Linked DNA regions of Mus musculus: all the other regions are linked to region 2. Evidence: chromatin contacts called from public Hi-C and HiChIP or PLAC-seq data. All regions are on one chromosome and are shown on one strand. Each heading gives the region's core, a stretch centred on a gene start, on an enhancer-like site or on the middle of the called end of the contact. The rest is flanking DNA. Distances are from core to core; before and after follow the strand shown.

Region 1 (3,516 bases), core at 355-2,854, 690 kb after region 2:
TCAGATCTCATCACAGATGATTGTGAGCCACCATGTGGTTGCTGGAATTTGAACTCAGGACCTTCAGAAGAGTAGTCAGTGCTCTTACCTGCTGAGCCATCTCTCCAGTCCTCCCCCCCCCCTTTTTAAAAATAGGGTCTCAAACCATTAGCCCAGGCTCAAACTCACAGTTCTCTTGCCTTAGTCCCAGGGCACTGAGCCGCAAAGGCATAAGTCACCACACCCAATTTATCTCAAACTTCCTACAGTTAACCCTCTACTTACGCCTCTCTCAGGTTAAAGTTATGCAGCCTTCCCCAAAAGTTCCAAGGACTTAAAAACCTACTGAATCGAGTCTCTGATCACTGATCTTGACCTAAGAATTCTTACCGGACTTTACAGCGATCCAATGCTAAGCACGGCTGTCTTCATCTCATAAGAGAATTAGATGCGGAGCAGTTAAATGGCTTGCCTGGGGGGTCTTACCGTTTGTGAGTAGCGACAAGAGTGGTTGCTACTCACAAACGGTAAAGAGTGGGACTCCTTTAACTTCAAAGTCCACACTTTTTCCATCATACCACGTTACCTCATGTATTAAAAAACCTCGAAGAGTGCGGTTTTTAAAAGACTATAAAATATATATATAATATATAACACAGCTTGTTGCGACATAAATTCAGGTACATCACATCCTTTGAACCATATGAATAATAGTCCCTTGGAACAAGCATGGAGTTTTTAAGGTTGTTAATAGTGCTGTTTCCCAAGCCCAGTGTAAGAATGTATTCCAGAGTAAATGACAGGTGGGCGGCTAAGGGGGAAAGCAATATGGTACAAGAAAATACTAGAAAGTGGACAGAAAAGAGATGAAAGTACACTATACGTTGGCAATACACAAAATAGACCGAGAAGACATAGTATGAAATAATCGGGCAGAGGAGGCCCGTAGGGCTAAAATATCTTAAGTTCGAGGGCCTATGCCTCTCGTAAGGAGAGCGCATGATGGGAGCTGTTAATAACAAATAAGTAGTACTCATGGCCACAGTCGAACTCTTGAGAGCCACAGACAGACATAGGTCGCAAGGGCACAGTCCGGCATATCGATGACAAGGCGGGAGGTGACTGAGGAGCCAAAGGGCACAGTATGGGCCAAAGAAAATGGGAAGAGGTTCAGAGGGTACGGGCCCCCAGACTTGAGACCAGACTTGTCTTCCCTTCGATAGCTGGCTGGTGTGCTTGATGACCCGCACCCCCAAGCCCTCCTGGGTCCCAGGTTCGGGGCAGACAGACAGGTCCTGTCCCCAGACCCCATTCTGCCCATTTCCTTGGGACTCCACGAGGGGGCAGAGGCAGGCAGGAGGGTCCTTACCCAGGAAGATGGAGAAGATGAGCCGCAGCGCCTGTTCCGACGCGCCCAGAGACGTCGCCAACTTGTTAAGGCTCAGATCCTCGACACCCGGCCACAGCCCCCGCATCTGCTCCAGCGTCTCTCCCATGTCCCCGTCCGCTGTAGACGCCATCTTAACTGCGGGCGCCCCCCGGGGACCCCCAGCTCCGCGCCCCGAATGTGGGCAGAACGCGGTGGCTTCACCCCCAATTCCGGCCGGGGGCCCGCCCACGGCGTGCGCATTGGCTGCGGGCCCGCCCAGAGCCTCTAGACCCACCCGATTATTGGTCGAGCCAGCCGGGGGCGGGGCCGAGCGCAGCAAGGTAGGAAGAGGGCGGGGCCGAGCGTTTGTAAGGCAAAGGTGACTCCCGTGAGGAAGGGAAACGGGCCGGGCCGGCGGGGCGGGGCGGGGCTTGCGATCGCGACCCAGCTGCTATTGGAGCAGGCGGGAGCGCGAGGCGAGGTGACAGTACAACTCGGTCCGGACGGCTCCGGGCAGGAGTGGGTCGGACGGGTGTCCGGCCGGCTTGCTCGCTGCCTTCCCATTGGTTGAGACAGGAGCAGGCGAGAGTCGGGGCGGGGGGGGGGCGGGGGGGGGCGGGGGCGTCACCAGACCGCGAGGTTACTCTCGGTCGCCGGCGCTGGGGTTACTGGGGCATGTAACGGAGCGGAGCGAATGTCTGCTGTCACCCCACGAGCGCCCCCTAACGGTGTCTCCTCGGGGGCGGGGGAGGGGGGGAGAGCGAGGGTCCTGCATTCCCAGCCCTTTCCTGAAGGCTCTGGGGGAGCCCAGGGGCCCAAGAACACCCTTTAATGCTACGTAGCTCTTCCCGATGCAGGTCCTTTTCGGTTGTTCAAGTACTGGGACTCGAACCGGTGCCGCGTGCACGCTCTCCTGCCGGAGCTACAACCCTAGTCCTTATGCAGAGTTCCCTTTCTATAGTAAAACGGACCTTCTCTCCGGAGGCAATGAAATTAGGATCTGCCTATTTATATTAAAAAGAGCCTACTTAACACTTGCCGCTTTAATTAACAGTTAGGCTAGTTTTGTCACGGCTTAAGTAATGTATGTTCCTGATGAAAGTTCAAGCACTAGAGGCATGAAGCAAAATAGGAGCCCTTTCCTCCTATGCAGTGTCACTTCCCACTGATTGACCCCAGGGAAAGTGACAGTGTATGGGGTGTGTAACAAAGGGGTTCACAAGTTCTTGTCCTAAAAAGTTCAGCTATGGCTTACACTTCCATGGCATTTTATACTTTTTTCCAGCCCCCCCCCCCCCTTTTTTTTTTTACTGGGAAATTGAACGTAGGCTTTACGTGTGCTAAGGAAGCATTGGACCACTGAGCTATGTCTCCTGCCTTTTCATATGTCCTTTTATTTATACTTAAAGGCATTTTTTTTTACATTTATTTGTGTATATATTGGGGTATGTTGGAGGAAGGGCTAGTTTTTGCCACAGAACACACATGAAGGCCAGAAGACAACTTTCAGGAGACTGCTCTGTCTTTTGCCATGTGGATTTTGACGATTGAACTCAGTGCTGGCAAGTGCTGTAACGCGCTGAGCTATCTCTCTGGCTCGCAATTATTTTAATTAATTAAATTTTAATTTAAAATGCTTTATTTTTAATAATAGGGTTGTGCCTCTGTGGGTGGTGTGTAGATGAAGATTTCCTATCCCCGGTGTCTGGGTGTTACAGGAAATTGTGAATGGTGTGATATGGGTGCTGGGAATTGAATGCAGGCCCTCTGCAAGAGCAATATTCTCTCTTAACCACAGAGCCAGCCTGCCAGCACTGCCATTCTTTTTAAATATGAACTGCTTTACTCTTCCTGAAAAGTGCAGACTACAACCTTCCTGGATTAAGATTTTCTAATCTAGGCATAACCTAGACCAGTGGCTCTCAGCCTAATGCTGCAACCCTTTAATATACTTCCTCATGCTGTAGTGATCCTCCAACCCTAAAATTATATTTGTTACTACTTCATAACTGTAATTTTGCTACTGTTATGAATCATCATGCAAATATTTTTTGGAGATAGAGGGTTGCTAGAGAGGTTGAGAGCCACAGGTTGAGAACCACTGGCCTGCACAGAGAGCCAAATGTATCCCTTTCTGATGTCATCCCCTTCTTCATGTGAGACTGAAG
Region 2 (3,341 bases), core at 732-3,231:
CCTACCTGAACACCTCACAGGCACTGTGCTCTGTACTGATAAGGCAGTGGCCAGCCCCATGTAGACTTCAGTAGCCTTCCGTGTGCCTTGTCTTCAGGATCTGCTTCTGTTCACGGTGCCCCCACCCTCACCTGGGCCTCCACAACTGGCTCAGCCTCTCTCCTCTACCTAGCTGGGCCACTGCACTCTGACAGTTATTGTGACATCTACCGTCACAATGAGTAGTGACGTGAGTAGTGACGAGTATCACTGCTAGAGATGAGAAGAGAGAAGCCAAGCTGAGTCCTTTCTGTTTGTGGCATACTTCTTACTCCCCTTTGGGATCATTCACCTAATCTGAATTGGACCTAGCAGGGAAGGAAATGAATAAATATTTAACACAAATCCATCTACTCAATCTTAATAACAACTATGAGGTACTGATCATTGTAGACATTTTGGAAATAAAAGAAACAAAAAGCGGGGGAGTCACATCACATGCCTGCGTTCATGAGGGTAAGGGTGCTGGGCTGAGCCCTAAATCCAGGTGATCTACCCCTAAAGAGAAAAGAATTAAGTGGGTGGGGGAGTTGGAGAACAGCCAGAGGGGCAGCCTTGACAAGTCTCCCAGGAGAGACTGGGAGACAGGACAGGACCAGGAGAAGGGAGGTGACACCCAGGCAGGGTTCTAGGACCACTGCTTTAGAATGGTGTGTAGAGAAAGGGAAGGGAATAGACACAAAGGAGCCACCCCCACCCCCCCACCCCACCCCCGCAAGGAGGCTCTGGAGACTGACCAGAAGAGAATGAGGAGTGAAAGGGGAGGGAGAAAAAGGCAGGTCTCAGGGATAACGCTGGGCCAGGGAGAGGCAGGACCCAGAGAACACTGCGCCGATGGTACAGCCCACCCAGACAGCCAGGGAGCCCCCAGGATCTACACAGAATAATTATGGACACACAGAAATCAAGAGAACATGAACACTAGGCCGAGGCCAGAGAAAAGTACATTTTCCAGTGACGAAAACAAGCTGCTACCAACTTCCCCAATTGGAACTGTGGAATTGGAAACCGTGAGACTGACTTTTGGGTCTGTGGGGAGGGAGCAGGAGGATACATGGCCTAGATAAAGAGGTATTAGCTACTTAAGGAGGGTCACGCCAGGAGGGACCTCTTGTCTGGAAGCAGAAATGGAGGCGGCAGAAGGTCAGAGGCTGTCTCAGGGAGAAGTCTGGGACCGGAAGGCTGCCCAGCTTTGTCCAGTTTCGGGTCCACTCCCAAGCACGCTTTCCCAAACTCGTCCCGCCAAAGCGGTTCTCCTAGCACCCAGTCTTCCAACACCCTGCCCCACGCTGTTCAACCTCGGCCAGAGAAAGAAGGCTTCTCCGTCTAACTCCACTGGCCGAGCAGCTGGCCTGACCACAGCCCAACACGGGCCAGGACCTTGACTGTCAGGGGCCCAGGCTTGCCAGCTTGGCTTGCCAGATTCTCTCCCTCTCAGATTTCTCCCTTCCACATCTCAGGGCAGCCCCAGGTGAGGCACAGCAAACCTGGCGTCAAACTAAAGCACAGAAGCCCCTGCCCCCATCTCTACCCCTAGTACAAGCCCACTCCTGCCCGGCGCCTCGCTAGCAACCCACCCTCCCCTCCAGTCTCCCATCTCACCAGTGACAGCAGCAGGCCAGGCACGGTGGGGAGACCCATGTCCGGCCGGCAGTGGCCTCTCACTCCCCCATTGGGGCTGGGGACAGGGCAGCAATTGACAACGCTCGTGAATGAAGTAAGATGATCGGACCAGGTGGCCCGGGCGATGGCAGCCTGGGCCTCGAGTTCGAGAAGCTGAAAGTCAGAGGCAGATAGAGATCAGGGTACGGTCCTCCAGGACCTCGCACCCAGTAGGCCCGATCATGAGCCAGAGTTCGGAAAACTCGGAGAAAATTTAAGCTGAGGGGAGAGAGAAGGTAGGAGGGGAAGGGAGAGTGGCGGGGGTGGTGTTGCAAGAGCGGGACCGGAAGAGCCTGGGGAGAGGCGAGGGAGGAGGAGGGAGGGAACTAGGAGGAGTGAGGAGAGGGCCAAGGTTCTTTAACGCTTTGTAGCCCGGGTCCCGTAGCTTGGCGCCCCAAACCCACTTAACACCACTTAAGAGCTTGAGAGTCCACAGAATTCCAGTTCGGACTCCTTTGCTTTTGAAGTGGGTGAGCTTAGACCGGTGGACTAACCCCTCTAAGCCTGTTGTCAATTTCACGGAAGGAAGCCAGCCCACCTATCTCACGGGACGGCAGGCGGGAGTTATTAGGGGGAGGGCAATATCTGATGCTCGCCCGCCGAGAACTCCTTTGCTTCGCGCTCTCCCTCCCTCTGAGTTCCCTCTAATCGCACTTTCTTGGACGTTTACCCAGTCAGCCCAAACCGGGAGGGAAATCAAATGTTCTTTTCTACCCTGCCTGGGTCCTGACCCAAGGTCACTCCCACTGACTCTCATCTGTGTCTTCCAGACAAGTCCCTCAGCTGCCCACCATGGCTCGGTCACCAACGGTGGGGCACGGGTGAGGGGGTGTCAGGCAGCACCCTCTCCTAAGCCTTGGTTGTCTCCCCAGTTGTTAATTTGGAGTGAAAAGTGCCTGCCCTGACATAGCAAAGAGAAGCCATGAGAATTCAGGCTTCTGTAAAGGGCTCCCAGGGCCCCCTTTCCAACCTGTGTGAAATAGGGTTTCATTTAGCCCAAGCCGGCTGGCCTCAAACTCACTGTCTAGCTGAGGCTGGCCTTGTACTTCTCATCCTCCCACCTCCTACCTGCTGAGACTACAGGTGTGCACCACCACACCCAGCTCTAGATATCCTGATGCATCCGTTGGGACTGACCTCAAAGATAGTTATACCACAGTCTGTAGCTTTAGGGGTGAGGAAAAAGCCACGGGACTCTGCACACTGGGAGGCTGATCTCGGAGAATCAGGATGCCAGCCGAGCTCCTACTGCAAGGCCCACAGTTCTCTCTGTCCTTTTGAGTAAGACCTTACCTTCTGATAGCATCCCTTACTAGGGATGGCTGCCTCCTGCCATCCCCATTTGGGCAGGTCTTCAGTGCAATGGAACCCTGTAACACCCGGACACTATTCACTCGAGTGCCCTTGAGACTCAATGACCTTCTTTATGCATGCCAGTTCAACCAACCTGCGGTCCTTTAAAAGCAGCTGAGACTTTGAGACTTGGAGGGAAAACCCAGGAATAGGGGCATAGGGCTTGGGGACTTGGAACCAGAGCTCCTGGCCCTTCTCCCTGTGAGCTACCCTGACTTCCAACCTCCAGTATCCTAACCCTGCTGTCTCCTCTCCTCTGTGACCCTGAAGGCAGAGCGGAAGACCAG
Region 3 (3,531 bases), core at 287-2,786, 570 kb after region 2:
AACGCTGTTTCATTTTGAAGTAGCCCTGCCTAGCCCAGACCATTCTCCTGCTTCAGCTTACAGACAGCTGCTGTTCACAGCCGTGTGCCACCATGCATAATTCAGCAATATATTTATAGATGATATAGGCTGAAGAACACACAGCTTTGAGTAGCAGAGCTGTTTGGAACCCAGGATTTATGCTTTAAAGCTACCGCTGTTGCTAGAGCTCCCGTTCCTTGACACCAAGAGAACAGATTTGTCGATTACGTTCCCCAAACTCGACTGATCCAAAGGAACACTTTCTGACTTCCAGCCCACACATATTCCATCAGACCACTTTGCAATCTTTAAAAAGATTAGTTTACCCAAGTGTATGGTTGTGTGTGTATGTGTGTGTGGGTGGGGAGAGTATGTGCATGAAGGCCAGAGACATTGGATCCCCTGGAGATGGAGTCCTAGATGGTTGGGAGCCACCTTTTGTGGGTGCTGAAAACTCTGCAATTGCACGAGTGCTCTCAACCCCTGAGCCATCTAGCCTCCAATTTGCATTTTATATAAAGCAGGTAACAATTAGTCCCATGTGTTCCTGTATCAAGCATTCTCTTTTCCTTAGACTCCACAAGATAGTGTTAGTTGGGCATGGTTGCGCTCACCTGTAATCCCAGTGTTTAAGAGGCTGGGAAAGGAGTGACTTCGAGGCAGCCTGGCTTACATAGAAAGTCTGCTGCTTCAGAGGAAAACAGCAACAGCGAAGACACAGAGTAACTCAGCAGACTCCTCCCAGTTCTTAACGTTACGTTTATTCTACAGAATTCTAGAGGACTGCTAGTAATCAGCAGATCTACCAAGACTCCAAGCCAGACCTTTTATTTTTTAGATGTATTAATTTTATTATTTTATGTGTAGAGGTCAGAAGATGGCATCAGATCGCTAGAGCAGGAGTTACAGATGGTTTGTGAGTGCTGGGAATAGAGCTGGGTCTTTTAGAAGAACAGCCAGGGCCCTTAATCTCTGAGTTATCTTTCCTGCCAGAGGGGGTCGCAGGGGTCGCAAAGCTGGGTCTTAAAGGTTTGCACCACCAGGCCACCTTCGAAGTAAATGAGCGGAACCCGGCCAGCAACAAATCCCATAACTTAGTATTTCTTGCTTCTCTTCGTGCCTTTCCCCCCTCATCCATCTCCTTTTTGCTTCTTAGGTATAGTCTTAAAGCCCAATTCCTTTGCATCCGGACATCTAATTGCTTTAAGGACTTAATGGCCAGCCCCGCCTCCCTCCCGCTTCTCAGTGCTGCTGTTAATATTGGACCATTGTTTTATGTCCGCCGACAATTAACTCCTTGACACTCTTTTCTCGCCTTCTCCTGGTTCCTGGGATTAGAAATTTGGCCTCGTAACCTGGCAACTACTGAGCTACCCGCTGAGGGTGGAAAGAGGGGCGTTAGGGTTTTTGCTTTGCGGTTGAGGTACTCTAAACTCTCAACGGAAGCTGGCTGCAAAGCTAAGCGTCCCGCCCCTGTTGCCATAACAACAATAAATAACTCCGGCTACCCCGTTGCGTCTTCCAAAAAAACAGTCTTGGCGTCTCAGCACAAAGATCCTCTCCTTAACTACTTCTAGAGGAGCAGAGTCAGGGTCTGCGCCCACTTCTGAAGGCGAACTGGGTTGGAGGGTTGAAGACTTCGTGTCAGGGAAATGGTGGTGTTAAGCAAAGAGGCCGCATTAGAAGAGGGGTTGGGGTGGAAGGGAACCCAACCCGGAGGTGAGGTGTGGGTAAAGAAGGGGAGGAGGAGTAGGTAGGGGAGATTTTAGGAGGACATGTAGAACTGTATCAAAGGGAATTGAGGAAGGAGGACGCTGGGCTGCTGGGACACTGTTGGAGGCAAGTGACAGCAGGAACAGTCCGGGAGTGTGGGAAAGTGTCCTGAAGGGAGCAGGGGTGGAGTGGGAGGAGGCTCCGAGCAGAGACTGGGAGTCCAAAGACGGTCTCCAGCATGAGGAAAGATGCACAAGTGGGAGTTCAGAGGAGACAGACTGTATAGGGCACCTGTAGCTGGAGGTGAGGGACTGGAGGGTTGGGGGGGTGGGAGCTAAGACCTTCTTTCTCAGGACCAGGACTGAGTCTCATCTGACTCCAGAGCGCAGGGCAGAGAAAGATGTCGGATGAAGATGATGTGGATGACGTTGATGCAGAACAGGATGAAGTGGAAAGTGACAAGGAGATAGAGGAATGGGAAGACTACAGGAAAGAGACAGAAGAAGCCTCTGAGGAAGTGAGAGCCTGCTTCAGGAGGGCTCCCGGGGCTCGGGACTAGAGGGGAGCTGGAGAGGGATGCCTGTATTCCCCACCTCTTACAGTGGCTGCCCACCCCCATCACGGAGGCCATGATGAAGGAAGGGCTCTCATTACTCTGCAAGATTGGCAGTGGACTGGCTCACGCTTATATTAAGCTGGAGGCTAAGGACAGGTGAGGACTGCGAGACGGGAGCATCTCGTGCCTTCCCTCTCTCATTCCTGAGTGTTTGGGCTAGAGCTCATGGGAAGACATGGTGGGCTTCGCTTTTCAGAACGTCCGTCCGGGACTCTTAGGTGACTGGGAGGGTAGCTTAGCAGTGGAGAACTTGCCTAGTATGCACAAGGCTCCAGGTTCATTCCCAGCACCAAAAACAACACACTGAAGCTTCTGTGGAGGAGTCTCTGTTTGGCTCCGAGATGTAGCTTAGTAGTATGAAAGGTCGTCTGCCATGTGCAAGGCACTAGTTTTGATCTCTGCACTGAAAAACAAGAAGAAAACCCCACTTGCCTCCTCTTCCCCTCCGTCTCTGTCATCCCAGTACAAGGCTTCTCTGCATTGCTCTCTGTCCTAGCACCTGTGCCGTTTCTCTCTGGGTTCTTATCCTTTCCGGTGGATCTCTCCCCCCCCCCTCCCACCTCCTAGGGACCTCACAGACATCTCCTTACTGCGCTCCTATATCCATCTTCGCTATGTGGATATTTCTGAGAACCATATTACAGACATATCGCCGCTCAACAGTCTCACTCACCTCCTATGGCTCAAGGCCGATGGCAATCAGCTTCGGAGTGCTAGGATGAATGAACTTCCCTACCTGCAGATCGCCAGCTTTTCCTACAACCAGATCATAGACACTGAAGGCATCTTTCACCCCCGTCTGGGAAGCCTGGATCTCAAAGGTGGGTCCTTAGGAAGAGATACACAGACCTTCCCTTCCTAGTGAGGAGCTGACAGAAGCAGGCAGTATATGTTTGGAGGCTGAGCCACGCAGTCATCTGGATACAGGCATTCATTTGTTAAGACACACGCTGGACTGGCGATACAACTCAGCAGCAAAGACTTGTCTATATACTTATACAGGGCCTAGTCCTGCCCCCCCCCCCAAAAAAAGAGTGAGAGCGAGAACCAGAGCGAGAGAGTGAGAGAGAGAGACACTTATTAAAATTAATTGTATTCTTTTTTAAATTTATTTTTAACTACATGTACGTGGGTATGTGCAGGTGTCTGCAGAAGACCAGAGGACAATGTCTGCTTCCTGC

What was found. A called contact is a pair of places that touch in the nucleus more often than the background predicts. HiChIP or PLAC-seq counts read pairs in DNA pulled down with a chosen protein or histone mark.
Region 1: a contact with region 2 is called in an H3K27ac HiChIP or PLAC-seq map of microglia, with 4 times the contacts expected there. The contact joins the promoter of Lpcat3 here to the promoter of Tnfrsf1a in region 2. A contact is called at or near these places in 1 of 484 Hi-C or Micro-C datasets (CD4 T cells), 2 of 115 datasets of contacts at active chromatin or transcription factors (microglia and pancreatic cancer cells) and 1 of 9 other capture datasets (liver).
Region 3: a Hi-C map of CD8 T cells shows a contact between it and region 2, with 5 times the contacts expected there. The contact joins the promoter of Lrrc23 here to the promoter of Tnfrsf1a in region 2. A contact is called at or near these places in 1 of 484 Hi-C or Micro-C datasets (CD8 T cells) and 1 of 115 datasets of contacts at active chromatin or transcription factors (pancreatic cancer cells).

Annotation. Positions count from the first base shown.
Region 1 is chr6:124,661,192-124,664,707 of GRCm38.p6, reverse strand. Lpcat3 (lysophosphatidylcholine acyltransferase 3) reads right to left here and starts at 1,604. Exons shown (of 13, transcript NM_145130.2): 1 at 1,349-1,604. The coding sequence starts at 1,499.
Region 2 is chr6:125,348,363-125,351,703 of GRCm38.p6, reverse strand. Tnfrsf1a (tumor necrosis factor receptor superfamily, member 1a) reads right to left here and starts at 1,981. Exons shown (of 10, transcript NM_011609.4): 1 at 1,642-1,981. The coding sequence starts at 1,680.
Region 3 is chr6:124,777,732-124,781,262 of GRCm38.p6, reverse strand. Lrrc23 (leucine rich repeat containing 23) reads left to right here and starts at 1,536. Exons shown (of 8, transcript NM_001302555.1): 1 at 1,536-1,613; 2 at 2,117-2,251; 3 at 2,337-2,446; 4 at 2,918-3,171. The coding sequence starts at 2,135.